5 separate regions of the Mus musculus genome follow, and all the other regions are linked to region 2. A link is a contact called in public HiChIP or PLAC-seq and promoter capture Hi-C data. All regions are on one chromosome and are shown on one strand. The core of a region is the stretch at or near the end of the contact, and the rest is flanking DNA. Distances in the headings are between cores, read along the strand shown.

What was found. Promoter capture Hi-C pulls out the DNA fragments that hold promoters and counts their contacts. HiChIP or PLAC-seq counts read pairs in DNA pulled down with a chosen protein or histone mark.
Region 1: an H3K27ac HiChIP or PLAC-seq map of epiblast stem cells shows a contact between it and region 2, with 3 times the contacts expected there. The contact joins the enhancer-like site here to the promoter of Sall4 in region 2. A contact is called at or near these places in 1 of 39 promoter capture datasets (cranial neural crest), 7 of 115 datasets of contacts at active chromatin or transcription factors (embryonic basal ganglia, embryonic forebrain, embryonic hindbrain and 4 more) and 1 of 9 other capture datasets (embryonic stem cells).
Region 3: a promoter capture Hi-C map of embryonic stem cells shows a contact between it and region 2, with 2.5 times the contacts expected there. The contact joins the promoter of E130018N17Rik here to the promoter of Sall4 in region 2. A contact is called at or near these places in 1 of 39 promoter capture datasets (embryonic stem cells), 2 of 115 datasets of contacts at active chromatin or transcription factors (both in embryonic stem cells) and 1 of 9 other capture datasets (embryonic stem cells).
Region 4: an H3K27ac HiChIP or PLAC-seq map of stem cell-derived epiblast-like cells shows a contact between it and region 2, with 7 times the contacts expected there. The contact joins the enhancer-like site here to the promoter of Sall4 in region 2. A contact is called at or near these places in 1 of 39 promoter capture datasets (embryonic stem cells), 3 of 484 Hi-C or Micro-C datasets (cerebellum and embryonic stem cells) and 7 of 115 datasets of contacts at active chromatin or transcription factors (embryonic stem cells, stem cell-derived epiblast-like cells and stem cell-derived neural progenitor cells).
Region 5: a promoter capture Hi-C map of second pharyngeal arch cranial neural crest shows a contact between it and region 2. The contact joins the promoter of Adnp here to the promoter of Sall4 in region 2. A contact is called at or near these places in 7 of 39 promoter capture datasets (cranial neural crest, embryonic stem cells, frontonasal cranial neural crest and 3 more) and 4 of 115 datasets of contacts at active chromatin or transcription factors (embryonic stem cells, epiblast stem cells and extraembryonic endoderm stem cells).

What each region holds. Positions count from the first base shown.
Region 1 is chr2:168,251,716-168,254,415 of GRCm38.p6, forward strand. No RefSeq gene overlaps it. Among named protein-coding and RNA genes, the nearest start is that of Mocs3, 22 kb to the left of the region's middle. Within about 2 kb of position 1,341, at least 47 of the 459 cell types and tissues checked have an H3K27ac peak or open chromatin away from gene starts, as enhancers often do. A contact at or near this core is called in embryonic limb bud and epiblast stem cells, where this site is marked.
Region 2 is chr2:168,765,926-168,768,625 of GRCm38.p6, forward strand. It overlaps Sall4 (spalt like transcription factor 4), which reads right to left and starts at 1,276. Exons shown (of 4, transcript NM_175303.4): 1 at 987-1,276. The coding sequence starts at 1,104. It overlaps Gm14261 (predicted gene 14261), which reads left to right and starts at 218. Exons shown (of 2, transcript NR_166178.1): 1 at 218-319; 2 at 857-2,185.
Region 3 is chr2:168,153,117-168,155,816 of GRCm38.p6, forward strand. It overlaps E130018N17Rik (RIKEN cDNA E130018N17 gene), which reads right to left and starts at 1,397. Exons shown (of 2, transcript NR_040327.1): 1 at 1,238-1,397; 2 at 1-635.
Region 4 is chr2:168,113,782-168,116,481 of GRCm38.p6, forward strand. No RefSeq gene overlaps it. Among named protein-coding and RNA genes, the nearest start is that of Gm46787, 30 kb to the right of the region's middle. Within about 2 kb of position 1,345, at least 104 of the 459 cell types and tissues checked have an H3K27ac peak or open chromatin away from gene starts, as enhancers often do. A contact at or near this core is called in embryonic stem cells and stem cell-derived epiblast-like cells, where this site is marked.
Region 5 is chr2:168,205,751-168,208,450 of GRCm38.p6, forward strand. It overlaps Adnp (activity-dependent neuroprotective protein), which reads right to left and starts at 1,362. Exons shown (of 4, transcript NM_009628.3): 1 at 824-1,362. All of the region lies in intron 9 of Gm20716 (predicted gene 20716), which reads right to left.

The sequences.
Region 1 (2,700 bases), core at 91-2,590, 510 kb before region 2:
CTCCCCATCTCCCTCACCCCCCAATTCTAGCCATGGCTTTGCAACAGGCTTAAAGCTACGGGCCACATAGTATGGATGAAAACTTCTGAAATCATGAGCAGAGAGAGACCGTCCCTCCTCCAAGCTTGTCCTCTGAGGTGTTTGGTCTGAGTGTGGGATGCTGACTTACATAGTGAGAAGACTGGCCCTGTGTACCGACTTGACCATAAAGGGACCCGCAGGCATTTGGATGCGACCCACCTCAGCCTCAGCAATGGCTTCCAGCCTCCTGCCTCCACACACTCATATGCTGACTACAGACCTGTGCTGGCTTCCTCAGTAAACTAGGGACAGCGACTGTACCTGTAGAGTTAGGTGTAACCAGCCTGCTTCCTGTTGCTATGAGAAAATTCCCTGAAGTTGGCTCTTATATCTTGAAAAGAAATTATTTGGCTTTTAGTTTTGGAGGTTCAAGGGCACGGTGCCATCATGGGCTATGTTCAGAGGAGAGACCCACGTGGCTAGGTCACACCTTGGTGGATGGCATCATGCCAACTGTATGTGGAAGACGGAGAGATCACACGGTAAGGAGGTCAGAGAGGAGGGGTGGGTCAGACCTGCTCTTTATAACGCTTCATTCCTATGGGAATTGAATGGGGTCTCATGAGAGCTGCTATAGCCCTGCTAAGGGAAGACCCCGTGACCTACACACTTCTAGGAGCTACTGCTTCACAAGATGGCGACTTGGAGGACCAAGTTTTCTGCCCATTAGTTCCTTGGAAATAAGTCACACCCAAGCAGCATTCCTTATCCCAGGCAAAGTGACCTTTGAGGATTTTGTAGCTTGAGTACCCTGTTGTGGTTTCTGTTTGGTCTGTGAATCAGGAAGGGAGGCCAAAGATGGGGCTAAAGGCTTGTTCCTGGCTGCAACTACGTGTTTCTCTCTTACTACAGCTTCTGCCAGGCAAGTGTATGATTCAGTAAACGCCATCGTTGTGGTCTAGAACAGAATTCCTCTATACACCTGGCCTTTACACTTAGTCACTTGGTGCAATGTCAACCTCTCTCCACAGAGGGCGATAGAGAGGCATTGTGTGCTTTCAGACCACAGGTACCTCCCACCCCCCATCCCCTGGATATGGGCCGTTGCCACCTCAGGTCCTCATTGATTGGCTCAGGGTTGGTCACATGGTTAAGCCTTTCTGGTCAGAGCAAATCTCAGGGCTTAGGGGTTATCTTAGTTCTTTGTTTTTCCTCTTAGATTTGGTCTTGAGAAGGTGAACGTCTGGGCCTGTGGCAGCCATGCCATCACCATGAGTCTTGAGCTGTCAGTGATCGACGTGAGGAACGCAAGAGTGGATGAACACGGTGGAAATTGTAAAATTGGCGGGATTCCTCACGGCCTGTGGCACCCCGCTGTGTGAGAGGCTGGTGCAGGACCACGGGCGTTTCAATTGTATGAACTTAAAACTGACTCGTTTTCAAGTTAGCTCTCTCATCGCAACCTTTCTCCTTTAAAGCAGTTTTAGGACACTTGGGAACAGAGTGGTCCTTCCCAAACCAGTAGTTTTGGAAACAGTTGCTACTTCCTCTGACAAGCACTTTACAGTGAATCTCACTTTCCTTCATGTCCCCACCTTTTGGTCCTTGGAGAAGAGTCTCCATGGCCCGCCCCCTTTCTTCCTCCTTCCTCCCTCCTCCCTCCTCCCTCCTCTCCCTCTCCCTCTCCCTCTCCCTCTCCCTCTCCCTCTCCCTCTCTCTCTCTCTCTCTCACACACACACACACACACACACATACACATACACACACACACACACACCTTCCCCTCTCAATCGCTAAGAGGACACACACGCTCTAACCACTACATCCTTTACGAGATGCGGGGGCTTGAACCTAGAACGTCATGCGTGCTAGGCAAGAGCTCTGCCAACCGAGCTCCAGATCTAGTCTGTTACCTCTCTTTTCCATATGAGAAAATACTGCTTAGAGAAGTTAAGTAAGCAACTCAAGGCCACCCAGCTCCCGAGGGGCAGAGGTAGGGCCACTCAGCCCCTTCATATACCGCTGTGCTTAGCTTCATAGAGGAGAGACTCCAGGGGTCAAGGAGGGAGGGGGTATGGGTAACGGGTAAGGGGGGGAGAATGGGGGCAGGGGGAGATGGGTAGCGGTGGGGGTATGGGGGAGGGGTTGGAAGAACATAACTGGGAGGCTGAGTAACAGAGAGAGGCCGAGCAGCTTGTCTTCTAAGTGCTAATGAAAAGCTCTCAGGTTGCTTTTGCCAAGTCTGCTATTGAGGTGTGAACATGCATCGGCAATTAGCAGCTGGGGTGCCAGCAGATGGAGCATGCGTGAAAGCCTTCATGGTGCCATGAAAACTCAGCTGAAGCTGACACTGGTGCCCCTCCCGGCCCTCACCCCCGCCTCTCTGCTGTTAGGTGACCAGACCTTCCACTGTGGCTGTCTGCTCCTGGAGCAACAGTTAAGAGTACCCTTGACATCTGCTACCCCTCGGGCATTTCCTGAGGACCACACCCACTGTTGCTTCCTCCAGTTTCATAGACCTATCGCCAATGTCGGCCAATAGAATCTGTTCTTCAGAACTGGACCTTCAACTGAGCAGGGTGGCTCTCCACTGTGATCCTAGCATTTGGGAGGTGGAGGAAGGAGGTTGGGGAGTTCAAGGCTGGCTTCACCAACATAGCAAGCTAAGGCTACGTGAG
Region 2 (2,700 bases), core at 26-2,525:
GCGCTGAGGTCCTGAACTCCGTGGAGGCTCAGGCCGGGTCAGCCGCAACCCGACCTCTCCCCTTTCACCTCCCGGGCGTGTGCTGAGCAGTGCCGCCCGGGGGATCCGTGCAAAAAAATAAATAAAGGAGCGGGGGTGCGCCCCAGAGGGGGTGACCATGCACCCGCTGCCCGGGCCCCGGCCCGCACCCTCCCGCTGGCCGCGGTTATTTTTAGATAGTCGGAAATCAAAGATGGCTGGAGGTCAGGCCCCGAAAGGTTAGGGCGAGGACCGGCAGCAGGCGCCGTAGCCCCCGGGAAAGGCGGAAAGAAAAAAAAAGGTAAACAAAATATCTAAAATTACAAAAAAATAAAAGTTCCCTTCCTCCGAAAGGGAACTAAGCCCAACAGCCTCCCCCGCCCTCTGCGCTGTGCGGGTGGCCCGTACCCCGGCCTGGGGGTGGGGAGAGGTCGCGCCCCCTCCCCCCACTCGGCCTGGGAGGGGCGCGTGCAACAGATCGCCCTCCTCGGGGGGTCCCCCAGAGGTGCGCCCCTCCCCCAGGGGCCCCCAAGAGGGTAGTAGAGAGGGTGGGGAGACTTGGGGGTCTCTTTCTTTTAAAAGCGGCGCCACTAGAGAGGGGGTGAAGGAAGCCCAAGTTACCGGCGTAGGTGGGTGCTTATGTATCCAAAGGAGGGAAACCAATTATGGGACTGTGGACGAGGAGAGAGAAGTTGGAGGGAGAGGCAGAATGTGGAATCAACTTTACAATAAGAGGGAGAAAACTAGGGGGATTTGCAAAGGGGTGGGCGGGTTGAGGCTCCCTCCGAGGTGGGGGATTGAGGCTCCCTCCCTCCGCATCTCTCCTTTCCTGGAACAGAGTCCGGAATCCCCATTCCAGAATCGGCTCCCGGAACCCGCGCCCTCGAGGGACGCGCGGCAGTGCTAGGAGCGCCCTCCCGGGACGCACGGACAGTCGGGCGCACGGACGTGGCCGCAGCCGCACTCACCGGGTTCCTCCGCCGCCAGCGCCTCGGCGAGGTCGGGGCTCGGTAGCTGCTGAGGCTGCTCGCCCTGGCCCTCCTCCCAGTTGATGTGCTGGGGCTTCGCCTGCTTGCGCCTCGACATGGTGCGCGCATTGGGGCGCCGGGAAGAGCCCTGGTGACTTGCCCCCTCTCCGCCACCAATTCCTGGAGTTGGGAAATTTTAGCCCCCTTCGGCCGAAACGCGCATGTCCCAGTAATTATTATTATCAATAATGCATTGCGATTTATCATGAGCTCTGACAGCTGATTGGCCTGGGTCCAAGACCTCAGAGATCATTTAAATAAGCCCTCATTGATCAGGGAGGGGAGAGGCATGCTGGGCCTTGTAGTCCGGCCCTACATGTGACAAAGGCGTGTTCATCTAGGAAGCATAGCTAATTAGCATCCGGGCTCAGATTGGCCGAGGCGTGGATCGACTTGGAGGTGGGGGGAATCATCCTTGCGGCCACTATCCGAATTCTGAGACGGAAAAAGGAAAATTGGTTTATTGAAAATCAGGGCTGGACATGAAAGTTCTAGAACCGATGTATCTCGGTTACGCGCTCCACAAAATTATTGTAGTAATTGGCGTAGTTGATAACTACCAGCTGAGAAAGGTCTTTCCGCTCACAGAAAAATAAGTCGGTTCAACTTTTCCCTCTAAAATCAAACCTGAACAAGAGACTCGAGTCCCTTTTCAATTTTCTTTTTACGGAAATGTTAAAACTGCGTTTTGAAGTGGCCGGTGGTACCTTCTGTCCATCCCACCTCCCCATCTTACCTAATTTCAAGCTCTTCCGAACCCACCAGGGTTTGCATCCTTAAAATGCTGAGTAATACTCGCGGGATTCATATTCACGAGCCAGGATTTGTTGTAAACTTCCTGGATTTTCGGAAGCACTTCTAAACCACTGTCTGCTAACTGTAGAAAGGGCAGATGAAAAGCAAACTTGCTAGAAAACAATTCCAGAATAGCAAGTGGTTGCAGATTCTATCCCTAAAGCTGTTCAGGGCTCCCAAAAGGTACGAGGGTGTTTGTACTTAACTGCTTTCTAGAACACTGCAATACAGAACTGACTTACAGAAAAGCCACTTCCTCCTGAAGTTGTGTGGTCCTGATTCGGGAATGCCTAGAATTTCCTAAAAGGGTGTGTATGGATATAAAAATTTATTTCTCAAATCTACCTAAGTTTAATTGGCTAACTTCCTTGCAACAGTGTCTGAGCTCAGTGTTGAAGAAGTTCAACTAACTGGCCAGCCCCCTCTGTGGCCTTCCCATGGGACCTGTGGACAGCTAGATCCTTATTTGACTTTGCCTTCATTATGAGAGACTGGGCAGACATCAGCCTCTCCTCCATCTTTCTGCTTTGCATTTTCTTGATTAGCTATTTGTCGTTTCCTGCTTCTGAGAGGCTGGTGAGGAAGGAAGCGGGAAACAGGAGCCTGACCTCATGAGCATGCTCACCTGTGCCTGTGGACAACCCAGAGCTGAATAAGTCAGCTGGACCACAGGTTTGATATGCGTAGCTAGCACTGAGCCCTTACAGAAATGCCTGCTTTCCAGTTCTGGTCTTTCTTCTGCAACGTAGCTTGAATTACTTCGAGCGCAACATCTAAAAGAAATAGGACAGCCCCTCCTGCCAGCCAGGGTGGCGGCGTGGTGGCCTTGGCGGGGAAGAATCTGTTTTCATGCTGCATA
Region 3 (2,700 bases), core at 147-2,646, 610 kb before region 2:
AATATTTCATGCTGAGCTCTGGGCTCCTTGAAAGCCCCACTTCAGGAGTTTGGGCCCCTTGTCCAATCAAAGGAGAGAAAAGAAACCCAGCCTTAGGTCAGTGGAGCAGGGCTCTGGGGAACGGAGCCTGAGGAGCAGGCCAGAGCTTAAGCCGCACACAAGAGCATCCCACCTGAAGACTGTTCCAGTCCGTGTGAAGGGAGCTTTGAGCCAGGCCTGTGCCCCCTCAGGTCTGCAGGAGACCATAGCTGATGTCTGCAGCCAACCTGGGTCTGCCCTCAGCGCCATGTGCCCAGAGGCTCAGTAGCTCACTAATTTGTTGTTAACCACTGTTTGTTTCCTGCCAAGCCAAAACATCTTGTTCATGAGGTTTTACCTTGATGAATTTTCTCCATGAGAGGTACTTTCCAGTGAAGGAAGGATCCAGGACTCAGGGCAGAGGCTGTCCATGCAGCAGGCAGTCTGGCTATGGTGGCCTAGACTGGCTTTTCACCTTAATCCAGCAGGGCTAGAAGAGACCAGGAGGCCAGGTGGTCCCAGGAAAACTAGTCAGGGGCCCTGGTGGCAGAAGGGACACTTTGCCCACAGCAGAGCAGGCATGAGACGGAACTGCAGGGAGACGGGAACAGATTCTCCTGTTTGGGAAAAAGCTGGACGTCAGACATTTTTTTATTTTTGAAACAAGGTCTTGCTTTGCAGCCCTGGCTGGCCCAGAACTTGGCATGTAGACCAGGCTGCATGTTGGCCCCGCAGCAAGGCTTAGCCTGGGTATACTGGTACACTCCTGTAATCCCAGCATTTGGGAGGAAGAGGCAGGAAGATCAGAAGTTTCAGGTCAGCCTCAGATTAGCTAGAGATGACCTTTAACTCCTAATCCTCCTGCCCCTGGCTCTGCCCCTTCAGAGGCCTCTGAGATCAGATGCATAGAATGAGGGACATCTGTCCATCAGGTTGTACTAGCTCCAGCCCAGACTTCCCAGCTCTTAGCTTTGGCCCCTGATTCTGACGTCTTATAAAAACTCCAGAGACAGGTGACTCCACTTTACAAGGAAGGAGCTCTAGGCTCAAAGACCTCACAGTGTCCCTCTCCCTGCCTGTGTTCTGTCTGGGTGGACCATAGCCTCTGTCCTACCCATGGTGACACGTGGGCGAAAGGATCTGACCCCAGCTATGAAGTCCCAGAGGGACCCTGGGTAGGATCCCTCGGCTACCATCTACCCAGTTACATTTCCAGTACCTGCAGAGGGCACGTGCTCTTCCTCAAGGTTGTGCACCCAGTAGGTGCTCAATACATTCCAGAGATATCTGACCTTCCAGCTCTGTTTGGCTCTCTGTCTGACAGCAGAGAGCTGACAGAGAAGAAATGGCGGCTGTAGGGAATGCTGCCCTGCCCTGGCTGGCCTGTAGGGGTCGTCCTTGGGTGCTAGGCTTGGAGTCCCTCCCTTCCCCACCCCCAGCCAGCAGGAGAGAGGCTTAGCTGGGCCTCCTCCCCCAGCGGGGGGCCCCAGGAGGGCCATGGGGAGGAGCCTGCCTGGCTGGAGCTGGGAGGGCTCTTGCTGAAACACAAAGCAGCCAGGGGAGGTTCCAGGCGCCTGCTGGCAGCTCTGAACCGGCTTCTTTCTCTTCCTGCCTTCAGCAGTCCTGGTGGTAAAAACGCCGCATGACAGATGGCTAATACCGAAGCAAAGATGGAGGCCGAGTCCCACACCTCCCCAGCACCCAGCCTCCTACACAATCATGCTTTTGTGTGTGTGTGTGTGTGTGTGTGTACACGCTCATGCCAAGGCAGCAAGCATACCTGTAGTGGTCAGAGTACAAGAGGTCAAATTGTTTCTGGGTTTTTGTTTTGTTTTGTTTGTTTGTTTGGTTGGTTGGTTTTTTGGAGAATCTTGTGTAAGACCAACTGGGTTGGAACTCTTGTTTTGTAGACCAGGGTGGTCACTTGCCTCTTCTTGCCAAATTTTGGTATTAAAGGTAAGCACCACCCTGTCTGGCTTAGAGAGCAGTTTATGGGCATTGGATCTTTCCACCATGTGAGTCCCTAGGATGGTGGAACCATTTGTCAGGCTTAGCAGCAAGCACCTGTACTCACTGAGCCATCTCATTGGCCCTGACCTGTGTTTTCAGATGGTTGTGTTCATGTTAAAGCTTTGGGGAGAGTCAGTTGGATTCTCATTATGACCGTGAGACGTTTTTATTTGGTGGTGGTGGGGTGTTTGTGTAGGCATAATGAGAAGCACCCCAACTTATTTGGTGGGGACACACTCAAAATTTCCTTTTCGCAAATCTGTGTCGTCCTCTGATGTCTGGGGCTTGTATGGTGACATGATTAATGGAACCTGCCTCTACTCCTGGGATCCCAAGAGCATCCAACCCAGGAGTGACAACCTGGAAGCTGTCCAACACAGCCAGATGCCCCTTGAAGGCCCGATGTCTGTCCTGGGTTATCAGATGGAAGATGGCTGTGGATAGTGGCCCAAGGCCAAGGGGTCCACCCTGTCTCCTCTGAGCTATCTGTGGTAATTTCCAGAAGGAACCCTGAGCTTCAAGCTCAGTAGGTAACGGCCTTGCCTAAGGAGCCTGAGCACCTGAGCTCTGTCCCTTGACCCCGAATTTCAAAAGCAGGGTGTGCAACCAAGTATGACCTTGTACGAGGCAAGTAAAACAGGGGGTTCAGGAGCTTAAAGTCACCCTCAGTGA
Region 4 (2,700 bases), core at 95-2,594, 650 kb before region 2:
GGGGTGAGACTGTACCCCTCAAAATCCACGCCAACTGATAAACTTCCTCCAGCAGGGCTGTGCCTCCTAAAGGTTCCATAGCTCCCACCACAGTGCCACCAACTGGAGAACAAAGTGTTCATGAGCCTGTGGGGGAGGGGACCCTTTGGTGATGTCGTCCCTCCTCCCTGTGGCTGCATGGAGCCCTTGCAGTTAACTGCCCATCCTCTATATGATCTTTTCTTTTCTTGTTTCCTTTTCTTTCCCCAAACAAGGTTTCTCTATATACTCCTGACTATCCTGGACTTGCTTTGTAGACAAGGCTAGCCCCAAACTTACAGAAATCCACCTGCCTCTGCCCCCTGAGTGCTGGGTTTAAATGTGTGTGCCACCATTCCTGGCTTCTACACACTCTCACTGATTAGCTATGAAGATGACCACAATGCTCAATCTCTCCAGGCCTGTTTCCACCTCCATTCAATGGAGACATTGCAGGGCTGATGTTCACGCTGGTGTGATGGGAACCCAGCAATCTGGGAATAGTGCCCGGCACACAGTGACACACACTTGGGCCACCAACGTGATGACACTTGCAGAGCCTAGAAGTGCCACAGCTGAGCAAGCCCAGAACCTGGCACAAGGGACTAACTCCAGTGTCATCCAAAACTCAAAGCTAAGGCCACATCCCACAGCAACTAACTCACAGTGTCAGGATTCCACCTGAACAAGGTCTGTAGCCAACAATTCCTGGGAATTACATGATGGAAGGAGAGAATGGACACCCTCCCCACACAAAAATGTCCTGATTTTCACACGTGTACGTACACACACACACTCCTCCCCTCCCCCAACAATACGTAAATCCAATGAAAGTTTAAATACACACATAAAAAAAGAATTTTCACTGTGTTCACAATTTGTGTGTTTCTCCTCTCTTTGAAATAGGATCATATATGTATCAAGGCCTCAAACTTGATATGTACCCTAGAACGTCCTTGAATCTCCGATTCTCCTGCCTCCACCTAAACCGGGGGCATAACTGTCCTGCACCACCGCAGGCAGGGCTTAGGCCTGGATGCTGAAAGGCAGATCGACCACTGTGTGCCATGAGGTGAAGCCCAAAGATGCGGGAATGGAAGGACGTGACCTGGGGCCCAGCTCAGGGTTCCCGGGAGTCTCCACGCTGGGCAGAGGCTGGGCAGGCACCCCCAACTCCCCCCTACACACACCCCACTTATCACCACCCCACCCCCACTCCCATCTCCAGGCCTTGCTGGGGCCCCGCCCCCACCCACAGAGACCTAGTCTAAAACCGGCTGCAGTTCTAAGACAGCTTGGGCGCCAGAGGGAGCTCCAAGGGACTGGACTGGCTTCTTCCCGCAGCTGGTTCAAACTGGTTTGGGCAGGGTGCGGCCTCTGCAGGCTGCATTCCAGGCCTCTGGCTAGCAGCGCATTCCAGGCCTTTCCAGGACCACTTGGGGTAGAACCTGGGGACCATAGCCTTGAGTCCTCTAAGAGGCTAGACCCTGTGCGAATTCAGCTCTTTGTTTAAAATCTTTCCTGCGGCCTTGGGCAGGGTCCTTGGCTTAGGACCTTCACCAGGTGAAGCCCTGAGTGGGGGTGTGTCAAAACCAATTAGTGACTGACTTGGTAGAAAAAGGGCAGGACAGCTCCCCATTTCTCCTGGGTCCCCAGTTCAAAAAGTGGGTTGGGACACGGGATTCCAGAAACACAGTGATTTCTGGCTTCCCAGATCCTTTAGAGTGTGACAACTTCTCCAGAAATTGACAATTTCCCTAAGCCTAGCCCGGGCTAACTTCAAACATACAGGTACCAGGGAATCACCTCAAACCTTGATCCTCCCGCCTCTCCCTCCCAAAAGTACTCTTAAAGTTTGGTTATAACGAACTTCAAAGAAACTGGCCTTCCAGATATCCAAACCTTTAGTGCACTCTCCCCAACTTCCTCTCTCACCCCCAAATTACCACCTTGCTGAATGAAACTTCAATCCAGTTCCCGCCTTTCCTAGGCCTCATGGCCAGGCTACAGCTGAACCAACGCAGTATAGGCAGCGCCTGGTGACCATGGGACACCCTGCCAAGCCTCAGCCCTCGCTCACCTCCCCTAGCCTTTCTTCTGGTTGTCCACCCAGTGGCTTTTGCCACTCAGTGCTGCTGGCCAACCAAGGCCAGCCTGGGCTCTTCCAGCAGTTCCCAGCCCTGGCAGGCTTGCTAGAGGGGGGTGGGGGTGGGGGTGACTCGTGAAAGAACTCAGAACTAGACATGTCATAGCTATGATGGATGAATGGATGGATGGATGGATGGCCATGTGTGGTCTCAGTGGATTCCCTTTCTAAGTGCCTGGTACCCAAGGCACTGCCAAGAATTTCCCAGAAGATGCTGGGCAGAGAGCTGGAGAGTCTGGATGGATGTGGAAAATCAGTCACACTTCCAGAAGTGGGGAGCCAGCAGCCCCAGGGCACGCAAAAGCCAGATGGAGCCAGTTTAGATTGCTCTGGAGGGTTGTCAGATAGAAGATGAACTCACACACACAGCAGGGAAGGATCAGGGTGGTGGGTATTTATTTCCAACCCTAAGACCAGCCCGTTTAAAAATAAACATAATATTTTAAAAGGCATCAGCTAGAAATTCAAAACTAGACTATGGTCTGGTCCTCTCCCCTTTGAGCTTCCCCGTTTGTATTGGAAGGAGGGCCTCCTCC
Region 5 (2,700 bases), core at 112-2,611, 560 kb before region 2:
AAACAGTTTGGTTCTTTTTCCCTCCTAAGCCTTTGTCTGTGAAATGGGGTTATGACAAGAACTGTCCAGAGGACCTGGTGACTGGAAGAACACTGAGAAGACACTTGGGGTGTGTGGCAGGGAGTGAGACTAAAATGAGTATTAGACTTCTTGGAGAGAAGAAGAGAAGCAATCGCGCCTTTTCTAGCAGACAGGCATCCAGGTTGGGGGTAGGGTGGGGAAGGGAGGAGAAGGACAGGCAGCTCAGAGGAAAGAAGAGGCGAATAAGAGGGTGCTCAAAGAACTACTCCCCATTCATTGCATTCGAAAAAAATTCTTTCCGCGGCTTTCTGGATTTCCATTTTCTGACTGCAAAGTTGATCAGAAAGCTCTAAAGAGGGAGTGCTGACCAGGTAGCCCAGATTGAAAGCAGGGCCGGTGAGGGGCTGTGGTGGTTAGGATGGGAGGGAAACTGGCATGTTGTTGGGGAGGCAAAGACTTTCACCCTCTGCCATGCACGCTCCCCGCCCCCCAGGCCTTTCCCCCCTTTCCAAGCCTAGGGTGGGCAGACCTGGCAGAAGGCTGGTTCCGGGGACTGGGGGAGGGCGGGAGGGGATTAGTTCTGAGGACGAGAGAGCGAGCGGGGTTCGGCTGGGGGCGGGGTGGGTGCGGGAAGATGCCACTAGCCGCAAAAGCCCATGGTGGCCGGCCGGCAGCCCCGCGGGGCGGAGAAGGGGATCGGGCTGCAGGAGGGCTGCGGCCGACTGGGGTTCGAGGCGGTGTGTGCACGCCGAGCACAATGACCGCGCCCGGGATCGGCGGCGGGCAGGGCCGCGGGGCTTACCTTGGCTCGGCCTCGAGGCGTGCGCGGGGCCGGCGTGCTCTAGAGCACGGCGGCGGGTGGACGGCGGCACGGCGATGGCGGCGAGGACGCGCCCGGGGCCTCGTCGCGCTCGGGCTCCGGCTCGAGCCGCGGCCGCGGCTGCTGCCGGGGGGCGCGGCGGGCGCAGCAGAGCGGCGGGCGGCGGCGCGGGCAGTGCAGACAAAGGAGGGGCGGAGGGCGGCGGAGGGCGTGGGGCCGCGGCTTCACCGTCGCGGGCGGGCAGGCGGGCGGCGACGGCCGCGCGGCTCCTCGGCGGCGGAGACCGAGAGAGGGAGCTGTGGCTGAGGCGACGCCAAATCCCCCCCGAGCGAGCGCGGCTGGAGGGGGAGGGGGCCAAGATGGCGGCGGGCGGGCGCTCAGCTCATGGGTCCCGGCGGCGGCGGGTAGACCGGACGGGTGGCGGCGGCGGCGGCGGGCGGGGGAGGGGGCTGGTCCCGCGTCTCCCCTCAGCAGACAATACAAGCGCCTCAGAGCAAGTCCCCGAACCTGCCCTAGCCAAAATGGCGGCCGAGAAAGAGCGGAAGTGACGTAAGCGACTCATTAGCATAAGAGGACTCATTGTCCAGCTGGGGGGGGGCGGGGGCCATGGACCCCCTACTCGGCGACCCCCCCCCAAGGGAGAGCTCTTCGGTCCTCGGCTGCGGCGACACCCACTTTCCTTATGGCAGGGTGGCCCCAGCCCCCCCCAGCCTCTCCTGGGTGAGATTATATAATCCCCACTGAGGGGAGCTCTCGCGAGAACGTGGAGGCTTTGCCATTGCCCCACTAGGAGGCGCCGTGGATAATGGCCGCACTGCGCTCCTGGGTGCCTTCCTCTGACCGCAGCGCCGCCGGCGGAGGCAGAAGTAGCGGGCCGCAGCACGCCTCGACAGTCAGTCAGGTGGCTGCACTGGGGATCCCTGCGCGGGCCCATCTGGGCCTGAACTACATCTGGCAGGAGGGCGCCTGGGGCTGCCCAAGGCCCACGTGCTCAGAGTCAGCTCTCCCAAGCTGGAGGCAAAGCCAAGGGTTGAGCCTGCTGCCTCCTGCCTTTAATGAGGTGTGATGCCCTCGTGTTCCTCCCATTTTTTGAGATGACACAGCTCTGAGGCCATGTCAGCTCTTCTAGTGAACTGGTATGGGATAGACAGGGACTCAGCTTTTCACTTCTGCTGTTCCTTGGACTCAAGTCATTCCTTCAAGTCATCAGATGGCCACTTACCATTGACTCAAGGAAAAAAAAAGTGGGATTTGTAGAGTTGAGGCCATTGGATTGTCAATGGCTAAGGATGAAAACGGTCTGGCACTCACCCACAATTCTGGTATGTGACAGCACCTGCACTGTTGGCTTTGTAACTTTGGATCATCCCCAACCAACATACCATGTCAACATCAACAGCCTCGGTCCACTTTAAAGGAACAGTAGTTACCCTACCGTAGATAAGGATGGCTAAAAGCTCTACAAAGTAGCAAGTGCAGTTGTGAAGGATTGGCCACCCCTCCCCCAACATGAGGTCTCTACAAAGTTGCAAATTTTGAAAGAATCAGACTATATATACAGACAGCTCAGTGTCTAAGGGTTTGGTTGGGAAGTTGAACAAACTTCCACCTAACATTTATTTTTTGCAATTATTAGAACATATATTTAAACCCCTAATCAATAGCTCAACAATGTAAAACAAGGAATAGAAACTATTTAAAAGGAGGTGGGGCTGAGGCTAAGGCCTTTCATCAAGGAGTAGAGATGGGGAAGCACACAATGCAGAAGACAGGCAGGCTGTGTGAATTCATCTCTACTGTTCTCCTCAGACACTGGGTTTCATGCAGTGATAGCACAGGTATGAAGAACATCTGCATTG